2 separate regions of the Nothobranchius furzeri genome follow, and region 1 is linked to region 2. A link is a contact called in public Micro-C data. All regions are on one chromosome and are shown on one strand. The core of a region is the stretch at or near the end of the contact, and the rest is flanking DNA. Distances in the headings are between cores, read along the strand shown.

Region 1 (6,049 bases), core at 2,062-4,561, 66 kb before region 2:
ATACCAGGCCACCCAGATATGTAAGCAACCTACGCTACCCGGCCCGGGCTGACCCGGTACAGATGGGAATGGACCATTAGGTTAATGGTGGAAATATGGGTTGAAGTAAAGTTTCACGAGACATCAAAGTTTGAAAATTTTCATAAAACTGCACTGCTGCCATGTTGGTGAATAATACACTTTCGGGATTGGGACCACCAAAATGTCTAAGTTACCAACAGTTTATCATGGTTTCTCATTCTCAGCTTTTAAGATTGGAATGTGCTGATGTCCCATCAGCAATCTGGCTGATTTGTGATCATTTCCACATCTAAATCCCCTCAAGCGACTTTTCCTCATGGCTCAAGATCTGAGGGGTTGAATCTGGAAGCCTACAAAGAGAAAATGTCCTCTCCAGAGAGAGCAGAGCAGAGAATTCTGCATCAGCACTGAACTGTTTGATCAGCAACAGATATTTGTAAAAACAGCAAAACAAAAACGCTATTTAATGTCTAAATAAGCCAAAACTGAAATAAGAAAATGGATGAAATACGAATCTGCATCTAATAATACTTCAAAGATTTATACATCACCCTGAAATTGAGATCAAAACTATAACAGCTCAGTGGCGTGCTGAGGAAGAGCTCACTTTAATCTGTGAACATAAGCTGCATGTTTAGTGACAGAAAATGTGTTGTGCAGCTGAAGCTGCCTGCTCACACTGCAAATAAAAAAAGAGAGAATTTGATTCCTAAACTTAGTTTTATGACCTAATGAAAATAATAAAAAATTCAATGCATTTGTTTACTTAATGTATTCTAACAACATGTCCCAAGTTTGCAGAAAAGTTTAGGATGGCAGAATGCTTGAATTGCACTGTCCTCTTTTGGACTGAATCAGTACTGCACTAGAAAATATCATCTTAAAAATCCATTTTAGATCATATAAGGTGCTTTTTAGTGACTTACAACAAAACTTATTGGATGATCTATTAAACTTTCACTTTTATTGCAAAAACAAAGCAGCCCCAAAAAAGTGAATGTATATAAATATCATATTATCATAAAATAGGATGATTTTCATCAATGTGCATTAAATGAGTTTAATAACTAACGAAAGTGTCCTTTGAGTTAATTTTAGAATGTAAACATATGAATTATTCATTACATTAAAGGTGTGGTTGGCTGAAAAACCAGTTTTTACTGTATGTTTTGTCTGATTATAATCAGTCACACTTAGTGTTCATGAACTCAATTATCTTGACCCACAATGGGGAAGGTTGTTGTTTTAATGTTGGCAGACAGCAGAGAACATCTCAGCTAGTTTAAGCTAAACGTTAGCATTAGCAGCACCATCACATGGCAGAAACACCTCCTGGCTTGTGTCATTTGTGGAGATAAAACAGTTGCAAATCAGTGGTAGAGTTGTGCTGCTGTTATCTATTCCGGGGCAAGATGTCCAAATATCACGAAGTAAGACTCCAAAACCTGCCGTCTTAAGCGCTGCGATGTGGGAAACTTTTAGGTCAGCGGTGCACCAGTATATTTGACTTGCAAGGCATTCATTCAAATGTATTGATTAAATAAGTAATCCACTGAAAAGTAAGGAAAACAGGGTCAGAACTTTTTGGGTGAAATTACATTTCTTGCTTAAAATGAATATTTATTTAGAAATCTTTTTGTCATTTTGTCCTTTGCTTGTGATAAATAAAAAGTCCACAAGAGGGAACCATTTACAAAAAAATTTAAAATAAATCACAACATCATTTAAATAAATCAAGCCAGGAATGAGTTTGTATGAAGAAAACTTTACATACTTAAAAAAAACGACATATTTTTAAATGACCGGTTTAAGTTCTGATAATGACTAACACCCTGAAAACAACAACAAAGGTAGTGGAGGTACATTTTTAGAAAGGGTAAAGGGTTGATGGAAGTTACATTTAGGTGATAAGTTCTTTCCAGGTTTATCAAACAAAACTTTTTTTTTAACTTTAGCTAAAAGTAGCTTTAGTGACGCCGACATTTAACTTCATCTAGATCCGGCTCATTCATTCACTTGTGTCACTTAAAGATGTTAAAAATGGCCGAAATCATGTGCAATATTTATGAATTACATTTTTTGAAAACAAACATTTTAATCAAACAATCACAACTTTGAAATGGCTCCTGAACATCATTAACATTGTTTTTGTGTCTGTTTTTCCTGAGTAAATGAACTTTATTTGTTTTCTTATCTTAGAAAACAATCAGGTGATTATTTCATTGTAAACTGATGACTTTCTCTGGATTTCTACAGCAAAATTTGTTTGGCATTTGAATTCAAGCTAATCACACTCAGTCAATCGGTTCTTTAAACTTTTAGTTTGACAACCATCTCCTCTCTAAACAGTGACTCCAGTTGAGCCGCATGGCTGACAGCAGACATGATTGCTCAAGAAGAAGAGCGGGGCAACTAATGGAATATAAATGTGACACCAGTGGAAAAAAAAACACACCATCAGCAAATTTCCATTTTTATTCTTCACCCTTTTTTCACCTCTGCTTCTTTAATTCTCACAAATACCAGGAATTATTTCTTTTCATGACAAGCTTAACTTTACTGAAGCTGAACAGCAAATCAGCAGCTTCTTCATCTCCTGTCAGCAGTCTTCTTCAACATCCTCAGTGTTTAAGTCTCCTCTGTCACTGAAGCATCACTGAACTGTGACTGACGCACCAATGTTGTCTTTAAAGGTGCAGAAACTAGACAATCAGAAACCGTTCTTTTAGCCTCTATAGACCCCTTGACGTGTGATGTCACACGCTCAACATCTCGCCCCCAGGTTCTGGCTGGAGCGTTAGAAGATGGCTCATCCCCACTGACCACTGTTGTTTTTATCTGTCAGTTATGTAAGTGTAGCTAAATAAAAACTTAGCATGTTTAACACATGCAGCACTGTAGGCTGCACAGGTAGACGAAAGAAGGACAGTAGCAGTTTCCAGCTGATAAAATACACTGGAGGCAACAGCCATGAAGGGAGTTTGGTGGAGCCAAAGTCTCATGATCTGTCATAAAAAAGTTAAATATCTGCCTCACATGTCCAGACACGAACAAGTTATTGCCATCTAATGACTTGTATGCCTTTGTAACCAAGTTATGTGTTTTATGCAAGTATGCAAAATGTAATTGGAGCGACAAAGAAGGTATTTTTTATGTTTACTGATCTCATCAAGTATGACAAATGTATAAAAGTTATTTAGAAACGGTTTGTTCCTCCTGAGACCTGCCCAGCCCAGCGGTGGGCAATCCCCGGTACTCGAAGGCCGCTATCCAGCAGGTTCTACTTGTTTCTCTGCTTAAACACATTAACAGGCTTCTGCAGAGCCTGGTGAGCTGTCCTACAGGTGATTAATCCAGGAATCAGGTGTGTTGGAGCAAGTAAACAACTAAAACCTGCTGGAAAGCATCACTCGAGGGCCGGGATTGCCCACCCTGAGCTTGTCAGAATAAACTGAACATCTGTTCATCTTCATGGACGATCCTTCAGCATTAACCCACTCAATGCAGAAGAGATCCCACAGCAGCTTCATTGCATCAGTAGTGTAAAGTCCAGGTGTGTTAAAAGAATAATTGTAGATATCCCTGTGCTAGTGGCTAGTTCAGCTCATTAGCCATTTTAAACAAATTTGGAAGCTTTGCGCTAAACGCAGTTAGCTATGAGATGTAACTTTTTGATCATCCTCACAAAGATGTGGTATATGATCTAAAATGGAATCTAAATCCCTAAGTTTTATTTTGTTAGCCTGAATTGCGGAGGTACAAGGGGGTTACATGAAAGCAGTGCACAAAACTTTCACAATAAGTCACGCGCTGATTTCTAGTTGCTTAGCTGGTAAATAATAATAATAATAATAATAATAATAATAATAATAATAATAATAATAATAAAAAGTACCTCATTTCCTGTGAAATCTGCATAGCCATGATACGCAAAACATAAAATAAACCATATATTTTCGGATGCACGCTGCCATTCTTCTTGCTTGTTATATTGTGAAATACCAAAAACCACATGGTCTTGCAATTCTCCAGCCCTTTCGTGACCTAGCGGGACCAGCTGTGCGGAACGCTGCTGTTTCGCTTCTGAAACACTTCCGGTGGGACGCGATATGCTGCCAAGCTTGCGGGTAAAAATCATCTATTTATGTTGCGTGCCGTTTCTGCACCCAGGTAACCGTTAGCTTTCCTTTTCCATTTCGCACTCCAACGCGATATACCTTGTCGTCCTCCATCATGTACAAGTCAGGCAACATAATGTCTGTTTAAGCTGCTTTTGAATCGTGCTGCTTTGTTTTCAGACTTTGAAATGACTTCTTCCAGGAATTTGTGAGCAACAGAACAAGAAAATATTAGATCTCATAATCGTCGTCGTCTTCCTCCGCTTATCCGGGTCCGGGTCGCGGGGGCAGCGTCCCAAATAGGGAGCTCCAGACCGTCCTCTCCCCGGCCACCTCCACCAGCTCCTCCGGCAGGAACCCAAGGCGTTCCAGGACCAGATTGGAGATGTAACCTCTCCAGTGTGTCCTGGGTCGACCCGGGGGCCTCCTGCCGGCAGGACATGCCCGAAACACCTCCCCAGGGAGGCGTCCAGGAGACATCCTGACCAGATGCCCAAAACACCTCAACTGACTCCTTTCGATCCGGAGGAGCAGCGGTTCTACTCCGAGTCCCTCCTGAATGTCCGAGCTCCTCACCCTATCTCTAAGGCTGAGCCCGGCCACCCTATGGAGGAAACTCATTTCGGCCGCTTGTATCCGCAATCTCGTTCTTTCGATCATTACCCAAAGCTCATGACAATAGGTGAGGATTGGGACGTAGATCGACCGGTAAATCGAGAGCCTGGCTTTCTGGCTCAGCTCCCTCTTCACCACGACAGATCGGCTCAGCGTCCGCATCTCTGCAGACGCTGAACAAATCAGCCTGTCGATCTCCCGATCCCTGCTACCCTCACTCGTGAACAAGACCCCGAGATACTTAAACTCCTCCACTTGAGGTAGGACCTCTTTCCATACCCGGAGTTGGCAAGCCACCCTTTCCTGGTTGAGAACCATGGTCTCAGATTTGGAGGTGCTGATCCTCATCCCAGCCGCTTCACACTCGGCCACGAACCTACCCAGCAAGAGCTGAAGGTCAGAGCTGGATGAAGCTAGGAGGACCACATCATCCGCAAAAAGCAGAGACGAGATTCTCCTGCCACCAAACTCTACACACTCCACACCACGGAGTGTGTAGAGTGTGTAGAGTGTGTAGAGAATGGTGACAAAGGGCAGCCCTGGCAGAGTCCAACCCTCACCGGGAACAGGTCCGACTTACTACCGGTTATGCGGACCAAACTCACGCTCCTCTGGTAAAGGGGATGAATGGCCCTTAACAGAAAGCCACCCACTCCATACTCCTGGAGCGTCTCCCACAGGGTGCCCCTGGGGACACGGTCATAAGCCTTCTCCAAATCCACAAAACACATGTGGATTGGTTGGGCAAACTCCCATGCCCCCTCCATCACCCTTACAAGGGTATAGAGCTGGTCCACAGTTCCACGGCCAGGACCAAAACCACATTGCTCCTCCTCAATCTGCAATTCAACAATCGATCGGACCTTCCTCTCCAGTACCTTTGAGTAGATCTTTCCAGGGAGGCTGAGGAGTGTGATCCCCCTATAATTGGAACACACCCTCAGGTCACCCTTCTTAAAGATGGGGACCACCACCCCGGTCTGCCACTCCACAGGAACTGCCCCCGATGACCACACAACGTTGCAGAGACGTGTCAACCACGACAGCCCTACAACATCCATAGCCTTGAGATACCCAGGACGAATCTCATCCGCCCCCGGGGCTCCGCCGCTGTGTAGTTGTTTGACTACCTCAGCAGCTTCTGCCCCCAAGATTGGACAGTCCATCCCCAGGTCTCCCGGCTCTGGTTCCTCCTCGGAATGAGTTTAGGTGGGATTGAGTAGCTCCTCAAACTATTCCTTCCACCGTCCGACTTTAGCCCCAGTTGACGTTAGCAGCTCCCCATCCCCACTGTA
Region 2 (5,413 bases), core at 1,263-3,762:
TATCATTGATGGACCCTCCCCCCAAAAAAATACAGTATTTTTACTTTTTACTTTACCCCCCCCCCCCCCCCAATTAGCGGGCCTGGATCTACGACAAGATGGTAATGAAAATAGAGAAAATAAACTTAAATGCAAGCTTTTTTCTAATCAGATCATAATGACTAGAAGTATAACAAAACACCCATCTACGTCGATTATTTGGTCATCAAGACAAAATGCAAAAATTAATAGAATCCCGTGGCGGGGCGAGCAGTGAGAATAAAAGGTAATGGAGAAAATCACTTGTAACATCGTTTCATATCGATCACTGGGTTCTAAATCAAAATCGCAAACATCAAATCCCAATCCACAATGTTGATATACTATTGTGTTTTGATTAATTTCATTATTTACCCTTTCTAATGTCTCAGTCAGTGGAGTGATGAGCTGCTGTAGCATTCAAAGCTCCAAGGTTTCCTAAAGCATCAAAATGTACAAACACTTAAAAGATTTAGGACTTTATTACTTTCCACATCAACCATCAGAAGAAGTTAAAGACAGAAGAGTTAAACAACCACACAAGAGGAACATTTGGTGTGTGCATTTTGGGACTGGGCTTGCCTGGCAGCTCGCTCGAGATGAAGACCAACCAAAGTTTGAGGAAACATACCAAAGTCCTTAGCTCAGCCCGAGAAAAGAAGACTTACAATATGTCAGCAGTGTTATTTTTACAGGGTCATATTAGCAAACCAAGTGGTTCTGCATCTGCTCCACAAGGGCATTCCTCCGCTGCTGACCCTGAACAAACCCACAAGCTCCAGAGCTGCCTTCTTGCATCAGCGTGTTACAAGCCTCTGATTTCCAAAGTAGTGCTTACCCCCGCTGTGGCTCACCAGGCATTTCACTTGCAACGATAAATACTCACACGCATTAAACAGAACGGAGCCCAGTGAGTCGGAGTGTGGACATGTGACATGTAAATACGGACCGTGTTTGCCTTTTCAAACACGTTTGTGGTTGAATGGACCTGACGGAAGGCTGAAACGCTCTCAGGACCCAGACTGATAAACCAGCCTGTGACATAATGTGGAAACACTGATCTCATTCAGATGGATCATCGCTCACAAAACATCAAGCATGCCAGGCACATCTTACACATACAAGACAGATTCTTTGAGGTTGGAAGCAGATAGAGGCTTTTAGTGGAACATCACTTTTGTCTCAAAGAGGTGGAGGTCTGGGTGAGATTAGCGGACTGCGCCGCTGTGGTTTTGCCTTTGTCTTTACTTGTACCGCAATATCATCTCAGGAAGTGGAAAGCGTTTTCTCCCAGGGTAAAGCGGTGACCCCCTGGTCATCTTTTGTGTTTCTGTACTTTCTTAGGAGACAAAAACAACATGTGTAGATATGCCTTCCTTTCATCTTAGAGTAATCCGAGTACTTGTGGGGTTTGTGATTCCTCGAGAATCTGTAGATTGTTTTCTGTTTGAGAGTTTGCACGATTGACCAAAAGTTCTTATGCTTTTTTTCAAGGTCTGTTGGTTTGAAAAGGCATCAAAACAGAGACACCACATGAGTTAAATGCATTAAAAAAAACCTGTAGAACCCAAAAAAATTTGCAACAGGACTTACGCATGGATTTAGAACTGAAATTGCGTAACTTTAAGAAAAACTTTAGGCCTAAACTAAAAATTTCCAATGTGATAAATGAATTGAAAACACAAAAAATCTTTGCTACAATTAAGGCACTAAACCCAGTAACACAAGGTAATATATGGGCTGCATGGTGGCGAAGTGGTTAGCACTGTTGCCTCGCAGCACGAAGGTTGCAGGTTAGAAACTCGGCTGCAGCCTTTCTGCGTGGAGTTGCGTGTTCTCCCCATGCATGTGTGGGTTTCCTCCGGGTACTCCGGTTTCCCCCACAGATCACAACATGCCCTATAGGTTATAAATTGTAAGTCGCTTTGGATAAAAGCATCTGCTAAATAAATAAACATAATATGAGGAAAGGCCAACCAGTCTGGGGATCATTTGCATTTCTCTGATACTTGTTCTATACACATTATTCAGAAGCCCCCCCATATTACTGTATGCACTCATTCTAAAACCAATGAGTGCTATTTAAAATGTTTTTTATTTATTTTTAAATACAAAGTTTTCTGTTGACTTTCAAAATAATTACCTAGTTTTATTTCATAAACTCCACGCAGAAAATTTTATTTTCTTAATAACATCAAACGTTAATCCTTTACGAAAGTACCTGATGCTTCTGTAATTTATGTGATTAACTTGATGCAAATCCAACTACAAACATATTTGAGCGACATTGCCCTCTAGTGGTTTTATGAGAAATCGCATTGCACTTACAAAATGTATTTAAATCACAGAAAATATTTATTTAAAAATTCGACTTCTTAAAGTAGTAGTATGGCGTTTATGTACAAACAATTTATTAGTTCAACTTTTTTACACATTTCATTTATTTAGACGTTGCGAATCTGCGACCCTGAAAAAGAAAATACGTTGTGACGTAGGCAGACACCCATGTGTTCTCATGGAAGCACCGGAAGCTAATTGCAGTTACAGTGAACTGTGTGTTTTATGTCAGAAAACCTTCACATTTACCTGAGTTGACTTGATTTTAGGGGAAATACATTTGAGGAGACGTTCAAACATGTCCTCGTTTAGGAAAGCGCTGAAGTCCCGACAGAGAAACCACCATGAAAGATCTCAGGTGAGCACTTTAGTGTTTTGCTAGTTAGCTGCTTTGCTAACAAGCAAACTGGCAACCTAATATTTAAGTTTAGACTTAAATTAATCACGACTGACTGTGTTTTTAATCATATTACACTTTAATTAGACATAATATTACATTTTAAAAAGCGTGTCAACTTTCGTGTTTTTTTCCAGCCTGGTTTCAGGAAAAATCTGGGATTGCTGGAGAAGAAGAAAGATTACAAACTCCGAGCAGAGTGAGTTGAACAGTTTTCTGTTTAAATTTCATTTCAAAGTGGTTTTGCCAACCGTGGCTTAATAAAGCTGACATAAACTCTGTTATAACAGTGACTATCACAAGAAACAAAACACCCTTGCAGCCCTGAGGAAAAAAGCTCTGGATAAAAACCCGGATGAGTTTTACTTCAAGATGATCAGCTCCAAACTGGAGGTAAAAAAATAATTTAAGGATCACTTTCATGTGAAGCCATTCTTTGAACGTGTCATTTGATCGACATTGTCTTTGGGATGTTGACAGGATGGAGTTCACATGATGAAGAAAGCCGAGGTGGAGGTGACGGAGGAGCAGAAGAAAGTGATGAGAACGCAGGATATCAAATATGTGGAGATGAAAAGAGTTGCAGAGGCGAAGGTGTGATGACAATGATTAACGTGTACTGTGCAGTCAATGGGGTTTACGCACAATCAGTGAAATAATTACTAGAACAGAATATTAATTTATCTTCCTAACTACCATTTATAGTTTCAATACTTCACAAAGTATTACATTGATTTTGTTTGATAAATCATTATTCAGAAATCGGTACTCTAAAACAAAACCTTTTGTGTAATAATCAGATCTACTTGTAGCTGAAAATCCAGCAAAGATGTACTAAAACATCATTTTTAACATTACTTTTCTAAAATCTTACACAAAATTGACATCTCTCTTAAACTGTCTCAATTAAATAAAGTCTTTAACATCATCGGTGTCAAAATGACTGAAGGTTTTTAGGTGTGAGAGGATATTTCTGATATCATTTGGTATTTTTGATGGACCCTCAACTTGTATGTTTAAGGTTTAGGACACTGAAAAAAATATTTTTATGATAATTTCTGATTATAATCCATCACTATGAGTTTACATGCAGGCCAAACTTGAAAATAGTCTCCTACACCTATCTCCTGCATTAGCTTCTGATAGAAAATAGATGGTGAAACTCTAGGATTTGATAAGCCTGCCAGAACCACGTCTAGCTGTCGCTTGGACTCACCCATACTAACTCGCTTTGGGGAAGGCTGTTGTTTTAGTGTCCAGAATCAGCAGGGAACGTCTCGACTAGTGGAAGCTAACCTTTTAACATTAGCAACTCCACCACACTGCAGAAGCTAGTTCGAGCTTGTGTTATTTGTGGAGATAAAACATCAACGTTGCAGAGCAAGGGTTAGTGGCACAGTCGCGTTGCTATTATCCAATCTGGGGCAAGATGTCAAAAAAATCAGGGAATAAGTCTCCAAATCCTGCCGTGCTAATTTCCTATTTGATGTGGCAGATTGTCTGTGCTGATGCAGGCCTTTCTGGGCTTTTTTTCCCTTGAGTACGGCTTGCAAGGCCCTCATTTCTACTAGAGACCACTGCAAATGTATTGTTTAAAACATTTCTCACACCTTTAAAGCAATAAGTTTCCACGACTCTACCTCCTAGTGGATTTACAACAGTTGTAATCGAGTCCTGCTGCTGCCTGCTGTAGTAACTAACTACAAATACTAACAAGAACAAACTAAACTCATAACCTGAATGTTTGTACTTTCAGAAAATTGAACGGATGAAAGGAGCGCTCCATCTTCTGGATGCTGAGAGCAAGCAAAAGAACAAACACACTTTTTTTGTGAATTCCAAGAAGGAAGGTAAAAAAATAACATTGCAAATGAGTTCAAAGTTAGCATAATGATAATAATGAAACATTCTCTGACTTTCTGTGGTTTTGTGTTCTCAGTAAAAACATTTGACCTGGCTAGCCATCTGAACACGGCTCCAGAGCTGGTGGACAGAGTTTACAACCGACCGACTCTGCACACGCTGGAGACCAAGAGCATCCAGGGAGCTGTGGACACTCCAACCCAAGAGGTCAGTAGTTTTTAATCTATAATCATCTCACCTTTCTTTTGTTGCAGTAAGTTCAAGTCAATGATGAAACTATAACGTGTTTTTCTGTTTTGACAGAAAATGGCCAGACAAAGGAAGCATCAGTATAAGATGCTGTCTCAGAGGGTTGACAGAGAAAAGAAACTGTTTGTCATCAGCCAGAAAATTCAGACTCGTAAGGATCTACAGGTGAGTATTTTTAAATAAGTACTAAAATCAAAAGCTTCTGATGAGTATTGTTAATATTTTACATTCCTTCTTCTTTCAGGATAAAACTAAGAAAGTTAAAGTAAAAAAAGAGACGGAAAATTCTGCAGCTATCTACAAATTCGAGGCCAAGAGGAAGCGCTAACTAAGCCTGAGGGGACAAAATCTTAAAATGTGATCACTTCAACAATAATGGACTTGGAAGAACATTTCCTCCCAACCAAGACAAAAGAAAACGTTTTCCTCATTTTTGTTAAAGCTGCAGACTAATGTATGCATTTATGTTAGTTTCATTTCAAATAAACAAGTAAATAGATTTGGTTTCATGATCTTTGCTTTATTCTAAATCAAAACTGCCATTTTCAG

What was found. Hi-C and Micro-C count contacts between places; a contact is called where the count stands out from the background.
Region 1: a contact with region 2 is called in a Micro-C map of tail fin, with 16 times the contacts expected there. The contact joins the enhancer-like site here to the promoter of utp11 in region 2. A contact is called at or near these places in 2 of 2 Hi-C or Micro-C datasets (skeletal muscle and tail fin).

What each region holds. Positions count from the first base shown.
Region 1 is chr5:70,572,798-70,578,846 of NfurGRZ-RIMD1, reverse strand. No RefSeq gene overlaps it. Among protein-coding and RNA genes, the nearest start is that of fhl3a, 54 kb to the right of the region's middle. Within about 2 kb of position 3,311, at least 1 of the 3 cell types and tissues checked has an H3K27ac peak or open chromatin away from gene starts, as enhancers often do. A contact at or near this core is called in tail fin, where this site is marked.
Region 2 is chr5:70,506,437-70,511,849 of NfurGRZ-RIMD1, reverse strand. It overlaps utp11 (UTP11 small subunit processome component), which reads left to right and starts at 2,512. Exons shown (of 8, transcript XM_015950060.3): 1 at 2,512-2,713; 2 at 2,890-2,951; 3 at 3,043-3,145; 4 at 3,233-3,346; 5 at 4,509-4,602; 6 at 4,692-4,822; 7 at 4,919-5,029; 8 at 5,109-5,363. The coding sequence starts at 2,654. The coding sequence ends at 5,192.